2 separate regions of the Mus musculus genome follow, and region 1 is linked to region 2. The links are chromatin contacts, called in public promoter capture Hi-C maps. All regions are on one chromosome and are shown on one strand. Each heading gives the region's core, a stretch centred on a gene start, on an enhancer-like site or on the middle of the called end of the contact. The rest is flanking DNA. Distances are from core to core; before and after follow the strand shown.

What was found. Promoter capture Hi-C pulls out the DNA fragments that hold promoters and counts their contacts.
Region 1: a promoter capture Hi-C map of stem cell-derived epiblast-like cells shows a contact between it and region 2, with 3 times the contacts expected there. The contact joins the enhancer-like site here to the promoter of Slit3 in region 2. A contact is called at or near these places in 10 of 39 promoter capture datasets (the 3T3-L1 cell line, cranial neural crest, embryonic stem cells and 4 more), 1 of 484 Hi-C or Micro-C datasets (reprogramming fibroblasts) and 2 of 115 datasets of contacts at active chromatin or transcription factors (embryonic limb bud and embryonic stem cells).

What each region holds. Positions count from the first base shown.
Region 1 is chr11:35,509,989-35,514,884 of GRCm38.p6, forward strand. The region is part of intron 5 of Slit3 (slit guidance ligand 3); the gene reads left to right. Among named protein-coding and RNA genes, the nearest start is that of Gm39705, 32 kb to the right of the region's middle. Within about 2 kb of position 2,908, at least 29 of the 459 cell types and tissues checked have an H3K27ac peak or open chromatin away from gene starts, as enhancers often do.
Region 2 is chr11:35,117,497-35,122,723 of GRCm38.p6, forward strand. It overlaps Slit3 (slit guidance ligand 3), which reads left to right and starts at 3,960. Exons shown (of 36, transcript NM_011412.3): 1 at 3,960-4,215. The coding sequence starts at 4,019.

The DNA.
Region 1 (4,896 bases), core at 1,658-4,157, 390 kb after region 2:
ACTTTAGTCATGTATAAACTAGACTGTGTAATTGCCAACTGCATTTATTATTCTCGGGAAAGTCATTCAGTCCCACTAGTGGTTCCTAGTGGCAACTAGAGTTTGGGAGCATTACCTTCCCCGTGGAATATCTGCAGCCATGCAAAGGCCTCGGGAGGGGGGGGGGGGGGAGTATGTGAGAAAGCTTCAGAATTCCCAAGCCAGTCCAGTAAATGCTGTCAGGCCTGTCGCCTTGACAGACAGAGTGTATGCAAATACAGAAGAGCCAGCATCCTTTATCTGAAAGGCTTGGGACCAGAAGTGTTTGGAGTTTCAGGTTTTGTGGGTTCTAAAATGTTTATATAAGAGACATTGTAGAATCAGGATGCAAATCTAAACACAGAACTCATCTGTGTTTCATAAATACCCCACACCTACTGCCGGGAGGTCATTTCCATACAAGAGGTGGGGGCTTTTTGTTTTGGTTTGGTTTGGTTTTGGTTTTGGTTTTAATTTTGTGCATAAAACCATTGGCTGGTGTGGAATTTTCATTCGTGGTGTCCTGAGGAAACACAGGAAGGTTTGGATTAGGGATGGTCTTCCTGCTTATAAGACTAGGGACCTAGACATCGGATTTTCCTCCTCCCTGAGGTCCTGGGAAGAAGAGAGAGGAACAGACTCATCCCCTAAAGGAAGAGTTTTTAAAAAGAAAGAAAAGAAAACTAGGGAGGACGGAGGACGTTTCTCTCAGTTCAGTTAGCACTGTACTCAGGAGGTAGAAACTGTAAGGGCCCAGAGACTTAATTCCTGTTCTCATGGCTTATCATGTGACCAGGGACAAGGGACACGTACACTGAAGAGGATGTTACTGGTAACATGTAAACTTGAACCTGAGATGTGTGGAGTTGGGGCCTGTCAGAGGAGGAGGGAAATTGCTTTAGGCAAGGCAGCCTAGAGGTTAGGAGAGTGGCTTGGCTGTCTGGTAGAATTATGTATGAATTCCATCTGTTTTGGTACTGGGTCTGTGACCTTTGGTAAATGCCTTGACACTTCTGAGCGTCCGTTTCTAACACTGTAACAGGAGGCTAATAATTGGTCTTACCTCCTAGGGGTTTTGTGAAGCTTAATAAAATAATGCATAAGAATAACTGTGAGGTGCCTGACACATGCTGGAATTTCCAATACTCTACCTGCTGTTGCTGCTGCATTCCTTTGTGGTTGTCTTGGTGGTACAGGCTGCATTTGTCTGGGCCTAAGCAATGCTTAGAATTCACAGAGTAAACAAGGCAGGCAGGGCAAACAAAGTGTAAGGACAAAACTTCATAGGAAGATGTGTCCAGGGCAGATACAGAGACATCTCATGAGGCTTTTATCCTAGAAGAATACGGTCAAGAAACTACAGAAGAAGTGAAGGCTGGGGTGGGGCTAAGAGATGAAGTTCTCGATGGCCCAAGGACATAAGGGCTGGAGCTTGGGAGAGAAGTAAAGAGATGAAGAACCTAAAGGAGGAGCCAGTAGGGACCACCCCAACATTACGTAGTATTTGGTGAGTCCTTAGAATGTGGGGAAAGAAATGTCACCGGTTGAGGATGTCCAGGCTCAGACAACACAGGGATGGCTAATTCCCATAGTCGTCCATGCATTCATCAAGATAAAATTTGAGCTCCTGATGAATGCTATTTGGGACGCAAGCAGCAGAGAGTCAGAGTCCTGTGTGTGTGTGTGTGTGTGTGTGTGTGTGTGTACCTGTGAGCTCTGCCTTGCCAGGGCTTCTGTTTCATAGAGATGGAAAACTCAGGCAGAGCCAGGCTTGGAGGATGTGGTTTGTCTTTGGGTGTGCTGAGATGCCCTGTCTTCCGTGGACAGTGTGAACAGAATGTCATCTGTGTACTGGAAAAGGAACAAATCTGACACCCTGTCTTGTTCTTTCTGATTGAGGGCATTTAGCAAAGCCACACTACGTCTCTGGACTTTCTTGATTTGAATGAGGGAGGCAGTGCAAAGGTTCCTGTAATCCCGAGAGAAAACCACCATGTGGGTAATGGAAGAGGCGGGGCTGGAGCTAACAGCAACTTCACAGAGGGCTGGCATCTGGGGCTGAGGGTGCACCTCGGTGATCGATCACGTGATTAGCATGTGCAAGGCCTGGGTTCTGTTCCCATCATTCTCAAAGAGAGGAAGTAGTGGGAGGGGGCATGGACTATGGACTATAAGAGGTACTTTTTGGAAATGAAGGTTTCAGAAGACCCATTGAAGAAGCTCTCCTGCTAGAACTCCATCACCCACGTGGAGCCATGTTTCAGAGTCACTGAGGAACAAACCCCAGACCATTTCCACCACACTATGTGGCTTAGAAATACACTGCTGTTGATCTAACCTTGTGTAAAATATGACCCAAAGATGAGCTATTGGGATGCAGTATAAGCTTCAAACCAAACGGTGCGTGAGATGCCAGTGGGTTGGACCTGTCCACAGTGCTCTATGCTGCATTAGGAAGAGAAAAAGCAAAGGCTGGCTGGGATGTTTGAATGGAAGCTCTGTAACGTTAGAATGAATTCTCTTCACTTACCCTGCTGTACTTTTCAAAAAGGAAAAAAAAAAAAAAAACCTTGCGATCCTCCCATTTTCCAGATGACAAAATGAACTTCCCATCAGTGTGTGTGATTGAGTAGCAGTTGGCAGACAAAATTAGAGTAAGACTTTCCATCCAGACCACAGTTAGTATTCTGGCTAGCTATCCTTGAATTCTAGACAGATAAGTAGTTCTCTTCTTCCCCTGCAGCCATCCCAGAAACAGGAAGAATACAGAGTAAACAAATACCCTACTCCAGAGTGCCCCTCCACCCCCACAAGAAGGAAACCACGTGACCTTCATCAGTTCCAAAACAAAGGCAGCAGTGTCTGAAGACCACCGAACTAGGGAGGCTCTGGCATGCCACTCTCTCTCTGAGGGACTTGGTCCTGTGCCCCTCCCCAGGCAGCCGAGGGAAGCCCCTAATTACTTCCTGGTTTCTAGGGAAGACAGTCATTAGTTGGGGACTCCATTCCAAGCAGCTACAGCAAGCTGAACGCAGAGAATGAGTCCCACTCTCTGCAACCTGTCTGGAAGGAACAAGGTGCTAAGTCGAAAAGAAACCAGACAATTGCTCAAACAAACTGATCTGGAGGAAAGCCCACGGAGAAGCGCACCTGTGTGCAGTCATTCATTGGGCCAGTATTAAGTGCCTGCTGTCTGTAGGTACTGTGCTAGGTACTTAAATAAAGGTGCAGCAAGAAAGCAAGAGAACTTGGAAAGAAGCAGAGCTAAGGTTAAGAGGAAAGAAGCAGAGCTAGAGAAAACAAGCCACTATCCAGTAGTAGATGAGAAGATCCAACCCCACCCCACCCCAGCACAAATTGTTTTAAAAAGAAATGTCCCCTGGCCCTGTCTTTCTCAGCAGTCATGTTTTCCTCTGTTTTTCAGTTTCTATTTGCGAGGACTCTGTAGGACACGCATTCCAGAAGGGAAAATCAATAGCCGCTGTCTCTGCCAGCTAGCAGAATTTGGAATTGACGGTTTGAAAACAAAGCCTGCCAGGCAGTCTTTGTGTTCTCTAGTTAGGCGGTGCGGTAGCACTGCCTCCACCAGAGATTAATGAGAGCTGTCTCCAACCCATGAGAGGGTGAGGGAGGAGCAGGGAGGGACACTACCCCCAATTCTTTGGTGCCATCTGTGTTGGCAGATCATTCTGTCACCCTACCTGGATTGGCAGCTGGACTCCTGGTCACCCCCAAATCAAGGCTCTGTGTGACCCGTGTCCCTCAGCTCAGCTCACACATATGTGTGTGTGCGCGTGCATGTACACACACATACACACACACACACACACACACACATGCACGCACATGTGCACACACATGGTCCATTGTCATCCTGTGGGCACCACAAGCCCTTCTTGTCTCAGGACCTTTGCTCTTGACTGCTCCAATTGCACAGGACGCAGTGCTCTGGGACTGTTATACTTCCACTCCTGATCCTTCAGGCTCAGCTCAGAGCTGCCTTCCCAGATCTGCCTAAGGCAGCCCCCCTCTGCCCTCCACATTTACCCCATTGTCCAGTTATGTTTCTTCAGAGCACTTCTCAGCCCCTGAAATGATGCGGCTCGTTTGTCAACCCGTTCCTGCGTGACTTACAGAAATAACTTGCATATGTATTCACTTTCTGCCATGTCCATCACCAAGAGGTTCACAGTGCTCAGGTGGTTCATGGCAGAAAGACACAGATACATCCTTATACTTATACTGATGGTGGATATTACCTACCAGAGTACATGCACAAGTGTTCCAATGTTTCATACAAAAATAGTGTTACAAACAACCTTCCTTATACTTAAACAACCATCCTTATACTTAAAGGGTTCACAGTTCAACAGGAGGATGGACTGATGCGCTAGCATGTGTAGGACATAGGTCAAGGGCTCTGTCAAAATTAGCTCCAGTTGTCAACTTGACACATCTGTGAAAAGGGAGACCTCACGTGAAGAATTGCCTCCCTTGGATTGGCCTATAGGTGCATCTGTGGAGCATTCTCTTGTATAGGAGGGCCTGGCCCACTATGGGCGGTGTTATCCCTAGGCAAGTGAACCTCAGCTATATAAAAGATGGCTGAATGTTAGCCTGGAAACATGGCAGGAAGCAGCTTCCCTCCAAGGCTCCTGCCTCTGTTCATTCCTTAGTTCTTGCCTTGGTTTCCTTCAAAGACATATTCTGTAAGCCAAATAAACCTTCTCCTCCTCAAGGTAGTTTTGGTCAAATTCTTTATCACAGCAACACAAAGAAAACTATGACAGGTTTCGTTGGGCAGAAGGGCAAGAATGTGGAGAGACTTGGGAAATCAGAGTGATTCTGTCTTCACTGAGGAAGTGGCCTATGTTAGGT
Region 2 (5,227 bases), core at 2,710-5,209:
TTGGGGGAAGTGCTGAGTGGGCCTGAGGGGTGGGGGTGGGGGAGAGAGAAAGAGATAGAGAGACAGAGACAGAGACACAGAGAGAGACAGAGAGGGACAGAAACAGAGGCACAGAGACATAGAGACAGAGAGGGAGAGAAGGACAGAGACAGAGAGGGGGAGAGAGAAACACACAGAGAGTGAGAGAGGGAGGGAGGGAGGGAGGCAGGGAGGGAGGGAGGGAGACTGAGACAAAGACAGCAGCTAGCATGCATGAAAGAGCTGACATATTTGCTGGGAGAGCAGATCGCATTTCAGACCTGCATCTTAGAAACACTCTTGGATCTTCAGGACCAAAGATGGCTTGGCAAAGCCAAAACAATTAAACAGTGAAGTAAAACAACAAAGTAATATATGTGGGAGCCAAAGAGATCAACAGTTATACCTGAACCTAGAGTCCATGTTCCTGTTGGAGGACTACAGACTAGGCGGGGCCAGCTGCAAGAGGACCAGACAGGAGTGGGAACTGAGTAGCTGTCCAGAGGAGACACTTGTAGGCCTACTGCCTTCTCACATCCCTGACACCTTCCGGCTAACAACCTCACTGTGTCGCCTTTGACAGAAGAGCTCCTTCCTCCCTGCCAACCAAGTGGAGTTTATACAGAAATGGTACCCATTGCTTCTTGTCTTTTCTGGTGAGAAGAGTGATTACATAACCAGTCCAAACCAGTCCACAATTGGAGCCTTACTGGGAATTTGGAAACATGTTTATGACCTCTTACCTTGGAGCTAGTCCTTGAAACCCTTTTCTCTTTTCTTCTTAGATTTCTTTTGTGCTACCCAAGGCTTTAATCGAGCATAGTGTTTTCATGATCCCCACAAGCTACTGTTATTATATATTGCTTGCAACCAGAAAAAAATGTCATCTGACTGTGGTGGTCCAGTAGAGAGACAGAAGAGGCGAAGGAGAGGCCTAAAGTGGGTTTTCTTCAGGGGATAGGTGGATGTTTGGTTTTAAAGACTGGAAAAGAAAAGGGAATTTTTTTTTAAAAAGTTGGCTAAGGAGGCGTTTGCAGAACACCGAAAATCGTTCCACAGAATGAAAAGTTATCTTTGGCATATGGGCATAGAAAATTCTACCCAACAGCTTGACCCCTAATGACTTACCCAGACTTCAGCAGCGAGGCTGGCGAATTCTTTCGCGAGGAGACTGACACATTGTGAAGATGCCTCAGAGGTAGGCAGAGGCTGAAATGCAACCATGGGCCCTGCTCCACAACCTCTCACTAATTAGCTGGGTAACTTTGCACGGAAGCCTACCTCTCTGATTCTCTTTTCTCCTTAGGAAGAGACAAGAGGTGCGTTTTGTATTTGAGATTCTGAGCTTACATTCCAGGAAAGCTTTTTGTGAGCACCAGAAGGAGTTAACTGGAAAACTAAAGTCAGCAAACCTGCAGCGAATCTCCAAGAAGGGGCAGAGTAAAGAACACCCTAGTCGTTGCTGGGGAAACCCTGTCCCCTAAGAAGACACATGTTAGACCCAGCCATTGCCAGAAGACAGTGGATGTAAAACACCCAGATTAGGTGATTTCTAAGGGTGTCTCTGCCCAAGAAATGCAGGTCTCTGTGCACCCTGCTCGTCTGTGTACGCATGTCTATTTCACTTGCCCAGTACTTAAAGATGACTGATTCTGAAGAACTCCCATGATCTGTGGTCTGTTTTAGGGGCCTTCTCTGAGGAAGTAGCATATTTCAATGCCCGAGAAGTCATTTAAAGATCCAGTAGGCTCTCAAACTCCCATGCAGCTTAAATAGAAACACAGAGGCTTACCACTGTGCTCAGAGAACCCACCCAGGTCCAGGCTGCAGGGCTGCAGAGCATGCTTTTAGTATGCATGCATTTCAGCAAACAAAGACAACCCCGCTCTTTGCTGTTCCAGACAGTCTGAGATGCTTTTGTGCCCTTGGGACCTTGCCCGGTCCTCTCTCATCTGCCTCAGCCCTGGTACTAAATTGGTTCAAGGTTTGTAGGAAAGCTTTGGAGGACTGAGGCAAAGGCATGTTTGGAGTTCTTTAATGCTGAAGTCACCATCGGAAGCAGAGCCTAGCTCTTTTCTGGCCACCAGAGGGCGATGGCGGCAGCAGCTGGGCAGAAACAGTTCCCAAGAATAACAGCAGAGAACTGAATCTCACGTGTGTGCTGGGGTTGGGGTATAAGTGTGTGGGGGTGGGGGGGGGGAGCTGGGGGGCAATTGAGTCCTTAGAGCTAAGTCTCTGAAAATATGCTAGCTATAATAAAATAAAATTTGCACCTCAGCTATATATTTACAGTGTGTAGTCAAGTAGCTAAAAGTTTCCTTTAAGGAAAATAGAAGAATCTGAGTAGCATTCATATGAGGGAAAAGAGAGTTCTCAGGCGCATAGTGGTTAGTGGTATGTGAACATACATGTTCTTCTCTGTATGTGACTGCATATTTTTTGTGTGTGAAAGTGCATGTGTTTTATAGTTAAGAGTATAGGGGTGTGGGGGGGTGTAGTGTGTGTGTGTGTGTGTGTGTGTGTGTGTGTGTGTGTGTGTGTAAAACCAAGGCTATTTCAGACCTTTCCAGTACAAGAGGATCTCAAGGAAGTCTGGGCAATATTTCCTCCAGTTCCTGCCCCTTCCCTTCAAACAAACAAACAACATCATTCCTACAAGTATGTATGGAGCCTGTAACATGGCCCTTCCCCACCGGCATCTGGAAAAGCTCAGACCAGCCAATTTAGAGCAGGCACTGGCAGAATGAAGGCAAGGCTGGGGAGGAGGGGGATGGGGAATAGGTCCCTTGCATGCTACTGCACTATTTTATAAAATCACGTTCTTTTCTTTGATGTGCAAGGGAAGTCTGTCAGAACGGTGGCACCTTGAAATAAGGAAATAAAGGTCCGCAGGTGACATGATTGCCCCTTAGTCCCCTAGACAGGAAGCAGATGAAGTGATGGTGTCAATACCGGGGTCCAAGTTCTTACATTTACTACAGAGAGAGAGAGAGACAGAGAGATAGACAGACAGACTGACTGACTGACTGACTGACTGACTGTGACTGTGTGTCTGTGTAGTGTTCTCTAATCTGTAAGTCCTCTAGGAAATAGTTGTTGGCCTTAGCTGTGAACACTAATTAGGGTAGGGGCAAAGTTTCCACGGATAAATGTGTCAGGGTACAGAATGCCTAGTAGCTGTATGGTCTCGGATAATCATTTCACTTAGTCCAACTTTGACTCTTTCACCTAAAACATGAAGCCTAGTTTCTGATGCTCCCATGTGGGTATTCTGTATCCAGCTCGGTGACTGAATTAAAAAAAAAAAATGAAGCCACGAGGTTTATCAGTTCTTGGCTCCCAAGAATAAATGAATTTCAATGTTTCTTTCCTGGCGGCCCGGGCTGGCCAAGTCCCTTTCCTTCCCAGTTGGGTCTCTCTAGCTCCCCTGCTGCCTCCTCCCTACAGGCTCTTGGTTGCTCCAGCAAAGTTCCCAACTTAGTCGACGTGACGCTCAGCGCAGCCAATGGGAGGCGGAGCTGGTGTTTTGGGAGGGGGGCGGGAGGGGCCGGGCCCCGCGTCTCCGGTGTCTACCCTGCTCAGTGAATGGAGAAAGCGAGCGCCGGCTAGCTCTCCGGACCACTCCGTGCCCCAGCCGCCTCTGTGCTCCGCAGCCCAGCCCTGAGCCGGACTTCCCGGGGCACGGTGCTCCCTGGCGCTCAGTCCAGGACCCAGACAGAGCCCTCACCTCTACCGGCGACCCAGAGGGACCCGAGGGCGCTCGGTACCTGGGCACCGTGAGTGATGCGCAGCGGGGCAGCGCCAGCCCCACGGATGGAGCTGCTGCCGCCGCCGCCCGGCGCGCCCCGCTCCGCCCGCACCCCGTGCGCCTGAGCGCCGCGCCCGCCCCTCCTCCGCGCTAACTCCGCCGCCCGCCCCCCAGGCCGCCCGCGCGCCTCCTCGGGCTCCTCGTGTCCCGCCTCGCCAGGCATCCTCCTCTGGGTGCGGGCGCTTGTGCACCATGGCCCTCGGCCGGACCGGGGCCGGCGCCGCTGTGCGCGCCCGCCTGGCGCTGGGCTTGGCGCTTGCGAGCATCCTGAGCGGACCCCCTGCTGCCGCCTGCCCCACCAAGTGTACCTGCTCCGCCGCTAGCGTGGACTGCCACGGGCTGGGCCTGCGCGCCGTTCCTCGGGGCATCCCCCGCAACGCAGAGCGCCTGTGAGTACCCACCCCGCCCGCCCGCTCAGGCCACCCACCCGGCTGGCTCCTACAGAGTCGCCCTCAGGGCGCAGGTCCTTCTTTCCTCTCCGGTGCATGGGGGACGATCCCTACTCCCCTACCCCTGCTGTCAGACACGCTCAATAAGTTGGGGGTGGCGTGGCTTTGGGCAGGTGTGGAGAGAAGTGTACGAGTTGCCCCCGCGATGGGACCGCGTAGTGCCTCCCTGGTTGAGGGCACCGGGGGCTTATCCGCTGACAGATCGGGAGAATAAAGCTAGCAGAAGGCTAGCGCGGAGGAGTGGGGGGGTGTCAGAGAGCGTGGTGGTCTCAAGGTTTGGGGTTGGGTATGAGGGGTCCATTACCCCTTGCTTCTTAAAGAGGGAGAGGCGAGGTAGCAAGCTAGACGGAGATGGGGAGTTTCGATCGCAGAGACCTGAGAGCCTCCTTCCCGGACCCCCTCGCCCCCCCCCCAAAAAAAAAACCTGCGACCCTCCTGGAGATCAGAATGGGCCAGCTGCTGTGTGGCTGTCCTTGCTAGGAAAGTTGAGTGTGTACGAAAGAGGTCTTAACTTCTGAAAAACCGGACGGATTCTGAGTGGGTGCTCTCAACACCCTCCCTGCCTGGAGTGCAGCATTGGGGATGCCAAGTTGCAGCCCGGGTGAATTTTTTATGGCCGGGTTATAAATGCCTCCCCAAACGGGCCGGAGAATGGAAATGCTGACAGCCCTTTAAATGAGACCTAGCGCTATAATCTTACAAACCGCACTCAGCCTCGGATCCTGGGGTTGGCAGCTAGCGGAGAGGCTCTTGGAGAGTGGGGTGGATTGACCCTCGTTTTAACCCCAATTGTGCAACCAAATATTTACTTTTCTTATGTCAGCGTTTTGGAAAGATTTATCATTTTGATCCTCACGACCAAATTCAAAATTTGGCCTCCGGGGGTGGGCTCCTTTTAGTCCACAGTTGGGGGCGGGGTGAGGGAGTATGGAGCCCTGGTGGTGGAGGGAGC